2 separate regions of the Mus musculus genome follow, and region 1 is linked to region 2. Evidence: chromatin contacts called from public HiChIP or PLAC-seq data. All regions are on one chromosome and are shown on one strand. The core of a region is the stretch at or near the end of the contact, and the rest is flanking DNA. Distances in the headings are between cores, read along the strand shown.

Region 1 (7,089 bases), core at 1,682-4,181, 220 kb after region 2:
AAATTAGGCCTGTCCTCAGGGTGCTCACTGTTGCACTGGCTATAGACTATATGAGACTACACATGCTACCCTACATAGACCCTGCATTTCTGGCTCTGTGCATGGGATATGGTAGTTAGAAAGATTTGCTGACAGACATGAGTAAGATAGACTATGTCTGGAATCTGAGTCAGAACAAAGTCACTGGGCTCCAACTCTTTGACAGCCAAAGAGATGTTGAAGTCTTAATACGAAGGAGGATCCTGTTGCCAGTGAATTCCAGAACAACCACAGTCTTAAGACTACTTCTCCCCCTGGGAGGTGGGGGGAAAGGCACGGTGACCCTTGCACTGTGATGAGATGACTTTGCTGGGACATCTTGTATACCCAAGAGTTTCTATGAAGGAGAAGCATTAGAGAGAGCTATAAAGGGGATGAAAGGAGACATCGAGGCAGAGATTCCTCGTGGCATAAGGTTGGGGGTGGGGGGCTTATCGCTGACAAGATATTTGATTAGTAAGCACAGGGGCCACAGAACCTTTATTAACTGTTATAAAATATGACCTGTGATTGTCCTCGGTACTGAACATGAACAGCATCCAGTATATTCACTCACAGAGCTTATTTGTAAAGTTATCCCTACTACACACCAAGGAGTAATATTCAAAAACTCCTGCTCTAGGACAGATCTCATTAAGAAGACGAAAAGGTAAATTACAGGATGGAGAAAAAAAAATACCGATAACATATCTAACAAGGGAACTGTCCCCAGATACAAAAAGGATATTTGAAACTAAATCATATAAAAACCAATAACCTATTTTAAGCATGGGCCAAAAAGAACTGAATATATGCTTCACTAAAAGAAGCTGTGTGAGTGACCAAAAAACACATGAGAAGATGCTCAGCCTCATTAGTCATCAGGGAGTCACAAATTATATAGCACAGCGAAGTACCGCTAGACACCCACAGCTAGGAGCAGTTTAAACACCCGCAGGAACAGCCAAAGTTAGAAAAGACGTCTGGCCACTCCCACTCACATGCACTGTCCGGGGGCAGGTGAAGTGGTGCAGCCATTTGGGAAAGAGGTAGGCAGTGCCTTTATAAAGTTGATCAAATGTCTCTTTGTGATGACACGGCTGTTGCACTCCATGTACTTTATTCAGCAAGAATAAAATATAAGATAAAATACACATAGGAAACAGACATTTTAAACATGAATATTCACAGCAGATTTGTTCTTCGTAGCCTCAAACTAGAAACAAGCAAAAACGTCTATCAAAGATGAATGAATATACAACACATGATATATTTGTGCAATGAGATTAAGGCCAGCATTTTAAGTGAGTGAACGGTTCATATATACCACGTGGATGGTTTCAAAAACATTATGCTGATCAAAGACTAGACAAAAAATAGACTGAAAGACTGAATATTTATGATGTCCAAAAAAAGACATATGGTGGTTAGGAGTACATACTGTTCTTACAGAGGACCTGAGTTCAGTTTGCTGCACTCAGATCAGGTGGCTTTCAGATGCCTGTAACTCTAAGTCAGAGGACCTGACACTGCTCTCTGCAGGTGCTCACACCTCTGTGTGTATGCGAACCCCATCCCCATACACAGAGACAGACAGACAGACAGACAAAGGGAGAAAGAGTCAGAGATAAAAAGACAGACAGAAGAGACAGAGATAGACAGACAGAGACAAAGATAGATAGACAGAAGCAGACCAAGAGTGTCAGAGACAAAGACAAGAAGAGAGATTAAAATAAAAACTCTTAGAGAGAGAGAGAGAGAGAGAGAGAAAGGAAGGGAGGGAGGGAGGGAGGGAGGGAGGGAGAGAGAGAGAGAGAGAGAGAGAGAGAGAGAGAGAGAGAGAGAGAGAGAAAGAAAGAAAGAAAGAAAGAAAGAAAGAAAGAAAGAAAGAAAGAAAGAAAGAAAAAACTTAAAGTGTAGCAGAAACAAGAAACAGAAAGCAAATCTTTGGAAGTAGTCAGCTTGAAGGTGCCAAGGAGGTGAGTCCAAGAGACCTCTTGGGGATGGTGAAACAGTCTGTGTGTTAACTGTGCCTATGGTTATACAGATGTGTGCAATCAGCAGAGCTGCACCCTGACACAGCTACACGCTATAAGACATTATCAGGTTGGTTTTTATAAGTGCATCAGCATAGTAGAGTAGAACTGCCAAGGTGTTTCTATCGCAGACGTCTACTGACTTTAGAATGTTCTTATTATAGCAGAATGTAAAACACTGATGTAAGACGGAAGGACATGAATTGGAGGCACTGCTGCCTGCGTACCCTCCTAGCGGGTATGCTGAGTTATATCTCAGGGAACATGAAACATGACGTCCTCGATTCCCCAGAAGCAATAGACACGAGTATCGTGTCTTCTCATAGAGAATCTGCTCCGAAATAAAGGGCCTTTGTCACTCACATTCATGAAGAGAAGCAGTGTTTTCTTGTTAGAAACGGGAAGACTGAGAACACCCAACATAAAACTTCTAGCCAGGAAGTAACTCTTGACTCCAAACAAAGGAAGGGGCAGGTTTTTATTATTTTAATTACATGTCTTTTTTGGGGGGGACCGGGGGTCCTAAGGAGGCTAGAGTTATGATAGATGCCCAGGAGCTGGAGTCATAGGAGGGTGTCAGTTGCCTGGCTCTAGTGCCGAAGCCAAACTCAAGTCCTCTGCTTGGGTTTGAGAAATACAAGTTTCTAAGCACTAAGCCATCTCTCCAGCCCAAAGCTGAGAAAGCAGATTTTCCATTCTGAGACACTGTGATCTGCTGAATTAACCTTGAAAGGTGTCAAGTTCAGTGACTCACCCCGTGCACTTCAGAGACAGTCTTGGTCTCACTCCTTTTCTTTTCTGTGAAATACATGCTGAGTGCAAGCCTCGTAGGTATTCCAGAAGATATTGCTAGGCCAGGACAAAGACGACAACCTACGCCCCTCTTTCACTTCCCACTCCTGTCTTTGTGTCTCTGTATATAAGAAGTTTACTATGTATTGTGGTGGGTCAGCTCTTTCTTATTTCAGCCCTGAAAAAAAATTTTGTTTCTCAAACTTTTCTAACTCAAAAAGATAAATTTGTAAAAAAGCAGAAGTGATATTTATGTCTCATAAATTCTTAGCTTTGCAAAATTCGTATTTGTGGCTGCATCTGGCATAAGCCCACATCCTTGCATCGCGTTTTCTCTGAGCAGCACTGCAGACTCACTTAGAATGCAGTGGAAAGTGTGGGGTAGAGAATGAGCACTACTAAACGCAGTTATCATCTTAAATGTACCAGGAATAAAGGTCATGTTCACATGACTCACCCACAGAAACAAAGATGGAATTCTTAATTTAGTCGTCCCTCGGGGGTGTTATTTAGCAGGATTTTAAAGGTGGTTTAAACACACCTCTTAGTGATTCATAAAAGAGCACACATTAAATTGTAAAATGGATTCTTCTGTAAAATGGTTTCTTCCTAAATATCAGAAACTCCACCGCGGTTTTTGGCCTCACATTTTGGGGGTATTGAATGGCAGACAAACAATGTCATTCTGAGTCGCACGCCTCACAGACGGTTACTGTTAGGTAAAGAGAGAAACCTAAAGGGCAGGGGCAGAAGTGAAATCATAAAATGATTGGCCATTTAAAGACAGCCTTTGCGAACCAGTTTCCGGTTTCTCAGCTTTGCCGTCGAAGCTCCTGTCCATCTTCCAGCTGCTCTAAGTCTCCTACGGTGCTGGCTTCTGGGTAGTCACACCATAATGAAAATCCCTCTAGGAAACTGAGCATGAATGTAAAATCCAGTCGCATGTAGCTGCCCATAGCAGCATCACACACAGAGAGTAATTAATAGACTGGACAACTTTGCACAAGAGTCTCCATTTGAGGGTTTGCAAGGAGTGCTGACTGTCCTCCTGAATTGAAAATGATTCCTATGTGGGAACCGTTTTGACGATTCGAATAAATTAGATTTGGCCTTGAGTACTCAGACCAAAAAGAGACTTAGCTCTGGGCAGAGTGAAGCCAGAAGAGCATCAAGCAATGTAAGCTTATATGGGTCACACTTGCCGTGGCGGAGGGTGGGGAGATGGGCACAGTACCTGTGTGAAGATTACATGCAGATTTTTCTGAGCCTCTTCATTCACAGAAATGGAAGCAGTAGCCCTGATCAACAGAGGCTACAAACCACGTGGAAACACAGGGAATCGAAGCAGTAATTATCTCTGGGAATCAGGGCCGTGGTTTTAAATGCCTTTGGATTAAACTTCTAACAATCAGGGAATACAAATTCACAATCATGAAAAACAAGTGTTTAAGCAAAATGATATGTTGTGCAAGTCGACAATTTAGCTACTTTAAAACAAAATAAAACAAATTTTTCAAAAGTAGACACACACACACACACACACACACACACACACACACACCATGGTGCTGGAGAGATGGCTCAGCCATAAAGAGCATTCACTGCTCTTGCTCCTGAGTTTGGATCTCAGCACCCACATCAAGCAGCTCACAACGGCCTCAAATTCCAGCTCCAAAGGAGGCCTCTGGCCCCCACAGACACCTGCGCTCACCCACACACAGACACTTAGTTAAAAATAAAAATTAATTTTATAAAAACCTGGACTCGAACTCAGGCTGCCTGAGCTCTGGGCTTCTCTCTCTTACAGAGATGATGGGTCTGCTGTCCTCGGTTTCTTTCTCAGTAGCTTGGAGGTAAAAACGCAGACACATCATGAGGATTTCATTCTGCCGAGCGTCATTTATCATTACCCCATACGTATTTCAGGGAGAGGGCCACTCTGCACAGAGAGGTTCGCTCCGTTCCACACCACCCTCCGCCACTGTCACTAATCTCTCCTAGGATTGCTTGAACTGTGACCACAGAGATTATGGTGCAAGAGGAAATCCTTCCTTGTACTTAATTTTAAAACATATAGGATGGTTGAATGAATAGATGGCAAATAAAAACAAATTTTTGCAAAATATATCTAAAAGAGAAAATGAGTCTCAGAGTTGTGTTTTAAAGACCTTCCTTTGTTCGCATGGTAGTTCACATTTTGCTCCTGAACTGTAAACTCCAGCACATAAGACCCTGGCGGAATCCTTCCTCCTGCCTTGTCCTCTGCATTGTGATCCCAGAGTTTGTCTCCCATTTCTCCTGGAGTGCAGCACATATCCACGCTCCCTAACGCTCATTCCAAGGGGAAAGTTGCACAATGGAAGAGATGTGCTTCCTGTACACTTCTAGGGGAAGGCCACTCGTGTCACTCTGAGGTCTGTGTGAGGTAGGCTCCACCCTCTGACGGTCAATTCCTCTGAAGGAGATAATGAGCCAACCATTGAGTGCTTGTCCATGTCATAGCCTACATGAAAGGGGTGAGCTAGGGGCCCCATGGGAGACACAAGATGGACTTGGAAGAAGGCTCAGGAAGTAACACTCTCTAGAGATCTAAAGGACAGCAGCATTGAGGTATGACTTATGTTTTCGTATGTCTGAGAAGGAAGCCATGTATGTTCCTCCATTCTTGATGTGTTTAGGGTTGCCCTTGGCTTAACCAGCGTGGCACTCTACAAAGTGAACTCTGTGGTTAAATATCAGCCTTTGACTCGGCTCAAAGGCAAGCACAGAGGACAGCATCATTTGAATCCTTGCATGGATTCCCTTTCAAAGGAGAGCAGAGACTGTCCCTGCTTGGTCTCACCCCCATCCATCATCTTATACTCAGGACTCCAACTGCCACTATTTCTTTGTCTGGAGGCTTTGTCCTTTGATCTCTGGACTCACTTTGCCCCCGTTTTGTAGGTAATTAGTGTCAGGGATTCATGTACCCAGGAAACATTCCCCAACCAGTAGCTGGCAAAAGTTGAAATATATAGATCTAGCTCCCCTGTCCCTCCGCTCACGTTCCCAGAAATAAGCTCCAGTTTCCCACAGTGACAGCCACTTGCTCTTCCCTTCTCTTTCTCTCTTTCCCAAGCCCCCCACCCCCACCCCCGAACAGTGTTTTCTTTACCTGCCAAACTGATCTCTCACTGAAACCTTGCCCTGGTGTCTGTACCAAGGGATTACGCACAAAAGCCATTTGCAAGTAAATGAAAAGCCACTTTCACACTATCCTGACTTTGGTCCCACTCTTGGTCCTATCTTGTCCCCTCTGTTTCCACACAGGAACTCATCTTAGTGTCCAGACCCTGTATCCCCAGCTGTGTAGCCTCTCCTCCAACCATAAGGCTTTGAGGACATCAATTCTGTGGCTTACCTTTCTATCTCTAAGACTTAAATCAGTGCTTGCTAAGTTGCTCTCCTGTGAACTCTGTCATCTTCCTATGGGACAGTGCCCCAGGACAAGGTGTTTAGCAATACCTCACAGGAAGGACAAGGTGGAGGAGACAAGAAATGGTGCTCAGGAGGAGGAGGGACATTGAATTCCTGTGCCCTAGTGAACCTGGGCTTCACCGCACTTCAACATCGCAGTATCTCAGTGGGGGTTAAGTCATGCTCACCAAGAATTAAGTTGTAAATTTGCTTTGAATTTTTCAAAAGAATCTGTACCATTAAAATAGGAACCACTGTTCTGCCATTTAAATAATCTCATTGGCAAAGGACATGCATTAATCACCACAGTGGAGATTTTTATATTCTTGGGACATCTCCCAGCCGAAAGAAAGAAAGCATCTCCATGCTTTACAAACATATTCCTCACATCCACATCGGTCCTTGTCATGAGGGAGTAAACCAAGGCCTGAAATGGCTAAACAGCTGCCCTTAGAACCTCGAGAGCTGAAGGCAGAGGACAGGTGAGCACTGTTCAAGGGCGTAATCAAGAGAGATGGCTGTGTAAATATTTAGATAGATGGACAAACAGAGCAGAGATGCAGATGCACAGGGAAGCCCTCTCTTCCTCCCCCTGCTCATCAGAGAAGCGGCTTGTATTTCCCAACAGAGTCTCCAGGAAAACCTCCATGGGAGGAGAACGCTCATGAATTATGAACACCCTTAGAAAATATTCAACAGCTGCCTTGTGCTCAGGGGGTGACAGTGCATTCCAAAGAGCCTGTTCAAGGGGACCCATATTTTCATTCGCAGTAAGAACAGGTACTTC
Region 2 (7,148 bases), core at 1,876-4,375:
AGTTTCTTCCTGAGTGACTTGTGGTTTGCACTCCGGTTAGAATCTGTCCCCATCTCTTTCCCTACACTATTAAAGACTCTTTGGGGCTTTTTGATCTGAGGATTTTAATCATCTATCATTTTAGGAAACTTTTTAGTCCTTATGTAATTGAATATTGTCTCTTCCTTAAAAATCTCTCTTTCTTCCGACCTTACTAGATTAATGTTAAACATTGTGTGCCCTTGGTTTCTATTTGATTCTTTTATACATCTTTCTTCTCTTTACTTCCTTCTAAGTAATTTCCTCAGAACTATTTTCAAATTCATTAATTCCTTCTTCAACCATACCCGATCTTCTGTTTGTGCTCTCTCTCTCTCTCTCTCTGTTTCTGAATTCAGTGATAGAGTTTACATTTCTAGACACTCTGTTAGTGAGATAAGCCCATTCCTGCTTCTCACGTGTAAACACAGGGAGCCTGAGACCTCCCGTTCTTTTCTGCAGTCATTGTCTCTGGTGCTGGTTTCTGCTGGGCTCTGTCAGCCATGTGATTGGCTCCCTCTTGTGTATCTGGAACTCTGGCTGGAAGCTCTCATTTACTAATGTGTAAATCCATGGAGGCCTGAATTCCAGGGGTGCCCCTCTGGTCCATGTGTGATGCCCTAGAATTTGCATTCACTTCTACCAGTCATGTTTTCACTTGACAATTTCCACTCCCAAGAATGGGCAGAATTTTGCCCTTGTGTACAGGCCAGACTGAATGGGCACCTTTTCCTAGCCCATAGCGTGAGTAAATGTGCGGTTCTTGTCTGCCTTGGCACCCCAGTGCCTTTCTCCAGTAAACTAAAGCCTACCCGGCAGCTCTAAGGACAGCTGCCCACTTCACTTCTTGGTCCCTGCGGAGTTTCTCAAGTGACTCTATTCATGACTTTAGAGCGATTTTTAAAAATTACCCGAGCCAGGTGTAGTGGCGCATGCCTTTAATCCCAGCACTTGGCAAATCCCTGTGAATTCAAGGCCAACCTGGTCTACAGAGTGTTCCACGACAGGACAGCCAGGGCTGTATAGTCAGACCCTGTCGGGAGTGGGGCAGTGGGGGTGGGGTGGGGAGTGGAGAGGATACACAAATTGTTTGGCTGTGTCTACCTTAGTAGTCTTTTTAGGTTTCCCTCTTACTAAATATAGTACCTGGAACAGAAGTGCTTTTTTTGGTGTAATGATTTTGTACTTTAAAAAGCTGCTTTCCTTTTAGTATTTTGCAAACATTGAACATAAATAAAACTTATTATACAAGGTAACTCTTTTGTTACACTGGGGAATCTACAAACCAGGGCATAAGGATAATAATGTCATGAACGTGTGATGAGTTTAACTTAACCTCTGCATCCTGAAGTTAAAGACAATGCTTTTGTTTCTCCCTTTGGCTAGGAACTATTGCTAAGCCAGCTGAGGGTTTGTATCCCTGCTTTCTACTCAACCAGCTCTTAGCTCCAATTGATAAAGTCTTCTTTTAGGGAAAATTTAAAATATGAGGTGTTATAAGTGCATAAATGCTGGGGTTTTTACTTCTATGTATACCTTCTATAAAATTAGCCCTTAAGTGTTTTATTCTGGTATGTCCCGCCTGTGGCCTGTGGGTCACATGTGTCCCAGGATAGCTATGAATGTGTCTCAACATTTGTAGATAGCAGTGTGACGTGATTGAACACACATGTAGAGAGTGACTTTCCTCAAGGCAGGAGAAAATTGTAAAGAAAATTCTTGACAGCTGCCTTCTGAAGAAATTTAGGTATAACAGAGGGCAATTTGGTAAAAATAATTAACGGGATTAATTAATTAAACAAAAATAATTTTGTTTAATCTGGGAAAAGGTACATTTGTAATTAGCTTTCTTGCTGAGGGAAGATTGATATTAGGAAAACTTTCATTCATTTGGCAAGATGCAAGCCTTGTTTATTTGTATAGACCAGCAGAGTCGGGGTTTTGAATTATGTATGATCTAGCCGTCAGTATGGCTTGAGTCCCCTTAATTTGTGTGGAGTTTTACATATGTTTATTTATGGTCATGTATTTTTCTAGCACTCATCTTTCCTTGGTCCTAGGGTCCTGTGCTGGCTACTTTTATGTCAACTTGACACAAGCTAGAGTCATCAGGGGAGGGAGTCTCAATTGAGAAAATGGCTTTATCAGATCCTACTGTAGGGCATTCTCTTAGTGATTGGTGGAGGAGGACCCAGCCCATTGTGGGTGATGCCATCCCTGGGCTGGTGGTCCTGGGTTCTATAAGCAAGCAGGCTGAGCAAGGTATATGAAGCAAGCCAGTAAGCAGCATTCCGTTTTGAGTTCCTGTTCTGACACTCCTCCAGGGATGAGCAGTGAAGTGTAAGCCAGATAAATAAACCCTTTACTCCACAGTTTGCTTTTGGTCATTTTTTTTTTAATTATAGCAATATTAACCCTAACTAAGACAGGTCCTTCTGGCTGGGTTTATTGTACAATACACAAGGTGGGTTAGTGGGTGTTAGAGTTTGCTGTTTAAGAGAATGTTTCAGGAAAAACTTTTTTTCCTTAGAGAGTTCATCCTAAGGAAAACTGAAAGCAGTAGATGGAAGTGATGTGCCCTGGGAGTCCGCATGCTGAGGGAGCACACGTAATGGTCTTGATGTGTCACCCTCTCTGGTGTGTTAACTTGAGTCTGTTTCACTTTACAGTAAAATTCTCCATCTCTTTGTCATTCTCTCTTTCTCCCTCCCTCCCTCCCTCTCTCCCTCTGTTTCTCTGTCTTTGTCTCTGTCTGTCTGTCTGTCTGTCTGTCTGTCTGTCTGTCTGTCTCGGTATGAGTGTGTGTGTGTGTGTGTGTGTGTGTGTGTGTGTGTGTGTGTGTGTGTGTTAGTGTATATGTGTGTATATTATACTTAGGAAGTGTCTTTCATCATAGAAGGAGCCCTCTGACTCAATTACCCTCAGATCTTTGCCTGGTCCCTTGAAAACCACATTTAGTGTGCTATGCTTCGTGGCTGTCCCCAGCTGCTATTTATTGTTTGTTTGCTTGTTTGTTTGTTTTTTTCCCCCAAGGCAATAAGGAACTTGGGCACTGACTAACTAAACGCTAACTCCATAGTTCCTGTTTTGTTTTTCTTCAGGGAAATAGCTAACCTCGATGACAAGCAGGCATTACTGTCAGGACAGGAAGCCCTGGGCACCTGGAGGCGGAGCTCAGTGCTAGAGTTTGCCCAGCACCTGGCCAACACCACAGGAAAGGAAGAAAAACTGAACAAGGAGAAGAAGCAAAGCTTCGCACTTCAGGCACAGAGCGCCTGGGCGTGGCTGCGGAGAGCAGACAGGCAGCTTGCGCTGTTCAGATCGAGCAGCAGAAAGGATAACTGATACTTCGTGCTTCTCTTGGATTCCACTCAAAACAAATGGGCACACTGTCTACTATTTAACTCGGGAAATCTCTCCAGGGAGAAAACGCAGCATAAATAAAGTTTTCAAACTAGATCAAAATGTCCTTTTTCATCATTGTTGATCCCCAGTGACAGGCTGCTTTAGGGAGCACAAGAAGGCAGGGGGCAGTGCTGAGGTGTCTGTTTGTTTGGGTGGCAAATAAATAAATAATTAAAATAAAAGTACAACTTGACTTACTTCCTAAGTTTTCTCTCCCTGACCGTAGAAAGCCCTCTTGGCCCGTGTTCTCAGTCCCACACCGGAATCTGGAACAGTTTTTTCATAATGGAGTAGAATTGTCAGATTCAGTCTGCCGTAGTAATGGATATTTTGTGGGTTTTGTGAGTACTCCCACTGATTGGCTCTAAGGGATAGCCTGTATCACTTTCTTCGCTTGAGCCTCCATGATCCCTCTCTACAGTCCCTGAGACAAGGGTGAGTGAGCAAGTAGGTCATGTGGAAGTGATCCCATTAAGCTAGGCTGAGAGCGCAAAGGAGCAGAACGGGCCCCAGGGGGCAGTACTGAGATCTATTGCCGAGTTGGTTTCTGTGTGGCTGACAACTACTCAGTTATTGATGGGAGATAGTCTTCCAGTTTTTCTCAGAACTGTTTGCCTGGGAAACAAGGCTGGAAAATATTTAGATGTTGTGTTCTGCCTCCTGTTGGCTAACCTTAGCCATTGCAGGCACCGAGTACAAGAAGTGGAACCAAAACGATCTATGGAAAGTCTTGGTGGTGGATAACAGATGCCCCACAAAATGCGGCGACGTTAATGTGAGTCCGATGAATTCTGAGCGCACAGTATGCCTTCGGTGACTATTTACTGCACCGGAAGCTATATATCTGTGAAGAAAGAAACCACTCATTATCATCCCCGTTTTCACAGATCTGCCAAGGATACGTGGGCTAGGTTTTATTTTCTGATACTTTAACAAGATATTATTCTACTGACTGGAGATAGCTTTCAGCACTCTTCCGACATGATTTATGCAGCAGTATCTGAAGGTTTCAATCAAGGAATAACAAAAAAGGTATTTCACCTTATCATTCCCTAAAGACTGGAAGTACTCGGAAGCGTTCAACTCCGAGGTTCCAGTTATCTTGAAATATGTATTGGTTCACAAACTAGACTTGTTAAAAAGAACACAGAGAGTCCCCTGTGTACTTAATCAGCATCCCCTCTTATTAGTATGTATTCAACAGATCGATAAGGAGATGACCACTGATACCATACTATTAATCCACCATTAAATCTTACTCGGATTTTTAACAGGTTTCCCGGTAAAGTGCCGAGATTCTGCAAGACCAGCCTTCCTGGGTGTTTCATGGCCTTAATGTATTTGAAGGTCACTGTCTGTTGCTTCAGAGATTCTCAGTCTGCTGCGGTTTGTGAGGTATTGGGGTATTTTCTTATGATTAGAATGAGATTAGACTTTTTTTTTTCTTTTTGCAAGTATACCAGAGAGGTCCACTTGTGCCTTGTTCCTGGGAGTGAGATGTGGGAATACCTGCTTTCAGAGTGTCTTAGCACAGGATGGTGCTTCCCTTGGTCTCTGACACGGTTGTGTCCGACCTCTGGGCTCTAAGGCGCCTGTGCTTTCTTCTGTAACCAGTGGGTGCTTCGGAGACTAGGGACCTGTTACATTTCTTAGAAGATTTTTACCATCCATTGCTAGTTATGTATAACAGTTATTTAAGAGATTTGCTTGATGTTGGTCTTCTCTTATCTCTTCCGTGTGTGTTAGTTTACTTTGGCTCCCAGGCAAAATCTTCTGTGATTGTGATGTGAACTGTTATTCAGAGTGCTTCAGCCCTTGCCGTTGGGAATGTCCCTGAGTTACTCCTATGTCCTTTGAATGTTCATTTCTTACTTTGAACACTCCCTTTCTGGTATCATGTTGTCCTATTGCAGGCCTGGAATCAATCGTTTTTCCAATGAGCTTTTGTTCTGTTTATTAGAGAATGTTTCTTGTTTGTTTTGATAGTGCTTAACCCTGGCTATCTGAGAACTCACTATGTGGACCAGACTAGCCTTGAACTCACAGTGATCTGTCTGCTTTTGCCTCTGGAGTGCTGGGATTAAAAGTATGCTAATTGCCATGCCCATCCTGAGAGCAGTACTTAGAATCTAAGCTCTTGAAGCTATGCTCATTGCTTCTAGGCTCTTGTGGCTTGAATTTACAATGCCCCCACAGTCCACTGCTTTGAATGCTTGCTCACCAGATAGTGACACTATTTCCAGAGGTTTGGAAAAGGTGGGAGGTAGAACCTAGGCTGGAGTAAGTAGACCACTATGTGTGAGTCTCTAGAGTATGTCGTGATCCCTTCTGCCCACTGTTTCTCAGAAACCATGATGTGAGCTGTTGACATTCTCTCTCCACTGTGATGTTCTCCCAAGCTTGTGGGGCCAACCTATAATGAGACTGAGGTCTCAAAAACTGAGCTAAAACAAATGATGCTCCTTGGAGTTTCTCCTCAGGCATTCTGCCCACACTGATACAAGAATCAGTAATACAGAAGACAGCTTGGCAGTAGTACATGGGTGTATATCAAATACACACATTCACATGCAGGTTTTTAAAAAACATTTTTATAGCAGTCACAATACTTGGGACTTTTCTTTTCTCCTTCTTGTAAACTTGTTATTTATTTTATTTTTTTTCCATTTTTTATTAGGTATTTAGCTCATTTACATTTCCAATGCTATACCAAAAGTCCCCCATACCCACCCACCCCCACTCCCCTACACACCCACTCCCCCTTTTTGGCCCTGGCGTTCCCCTGTACTGGGGCATACAAAGTTTACGTGTCCAATGGGCCTCTCTTTCCACTGATGGCCGATTAGGCCATCTTTTGATACATATGCAGCTAGAGTCAAGAGCTCCGGGGTACTGGTTAGTTCATAATGTTGTTCCACCTATAGGGTTGCAGATCCCTTTAGCTCCTTGGGTTCTTTCTCTAGCTCCTCCATTGGGAGCCCTGTGATCCATCCATTAGCTGACTGTGAGCATCCACTTCTGTGTTTGCTAGGCCCCGGCATAGTCTCAGAAGAGATAGCTACATCTGGGTCCTTTCAATAAAATCTTGCTAGGGTATGCAATGGTGTCAGCGTTTGGATGCTGATTATGGGGTGGATCCCTGGATATGGCAGTCTCTACATGGTCCATCCTTTCATCTCAGCTCCAAACTTTGTCTCTGTAACTCCTTCCATGGGTGTTTTGTTCCCAATTCTAAGGAGGGACATAGTGTCCACACTTCAGTCTTCATTCTTCTTGAGTTTCATGTGTTTAGCAAATTGTACCTTATATCTTGGGAATCCTAGGTTTTGGGCTAATATCCACTTATCAGTGAGTACATATTGTGTGAGTTCCTTTGTGAATGTGTTACCTCACTCAGGATGATGCCCTCCAGCTCCATCCATTTGGCTAGGAATTTCATAAATTCATTCTTTTTAATAGCTGAGTAGTACTCCATTGTGTAGATGTACCACATTTTCTGTATCCATTCCTCTGTTGAGGGGCATCTGGGTTCTTTCCAGCTTCTGGCTATTATAAATAAGGCTGCTATGAACATAGTGGAGCATGTGTCCTTCTTACCAGTTGGGGCATCTTCTGGATAAATGCCGAGGAGAGGTATTGCTGGATCCTCCGGTAGTACTATGTCCAATTTTCTGAGGAACCGCCAGACTGATTTCCAGAGTGGTTGTACAAGCCTGCAATCCCAC

The links. HiChIP or PLAC-seq counts read pairs in DNA pulled down with a chosen protein or histone mark.
Region 1: a contact with region 2 is called in an H3K4me3 HiChIP or PLAC-seq map of bone marrow-derived macrophages, with 3 times the contacts expected there. The contact joins two enhancer-like sites. A contact is called at or near these places in 1 of 484 Hi-C or Micro-C datasets (Th1 cells) and 3 of 115 datasets of contacts at active chromatin or transcription factors (bone marrow-derived macrophages, embryonic stem cells and fibro-adipogenic progenitors).

What each region holds. Positions count from the first base shown.
Region 1 is chr12:70,695,435-70,702,523 of GRCm38.p6, forward strand. No RefSeq gene overlaps it. Among named protein-coding and RNA genes, the nearest start is that of Gm32322, 5.3 kb to the left of the region's middle. Within about 2 kb of position 2,932, at least 35 of the 459 cell types and tissues checked have an H3K27ac peak or open chromatin away from gene starts, as enhancers often do. A contact at or near this core is called in bone marrow-derived macrophages, where this site is marked.
Region 2 is chr12:70,473,831-70,480,978 of GRCm38.p6, forward strand. No RefSeq gene overlaps it. Among named protein-coding and RNA genes, the nearest start is that of Tmx1, 24 kb to the left of the region's middle. Within about 2 kb of position 3,126, at least 53 of the 459 cell types and tissues checked have an H3K27ac peak or open chromatin away from gene starts, as enhancers often do. A contact at or near this core is called in bone marrow-derived macrophages, where this site is marked.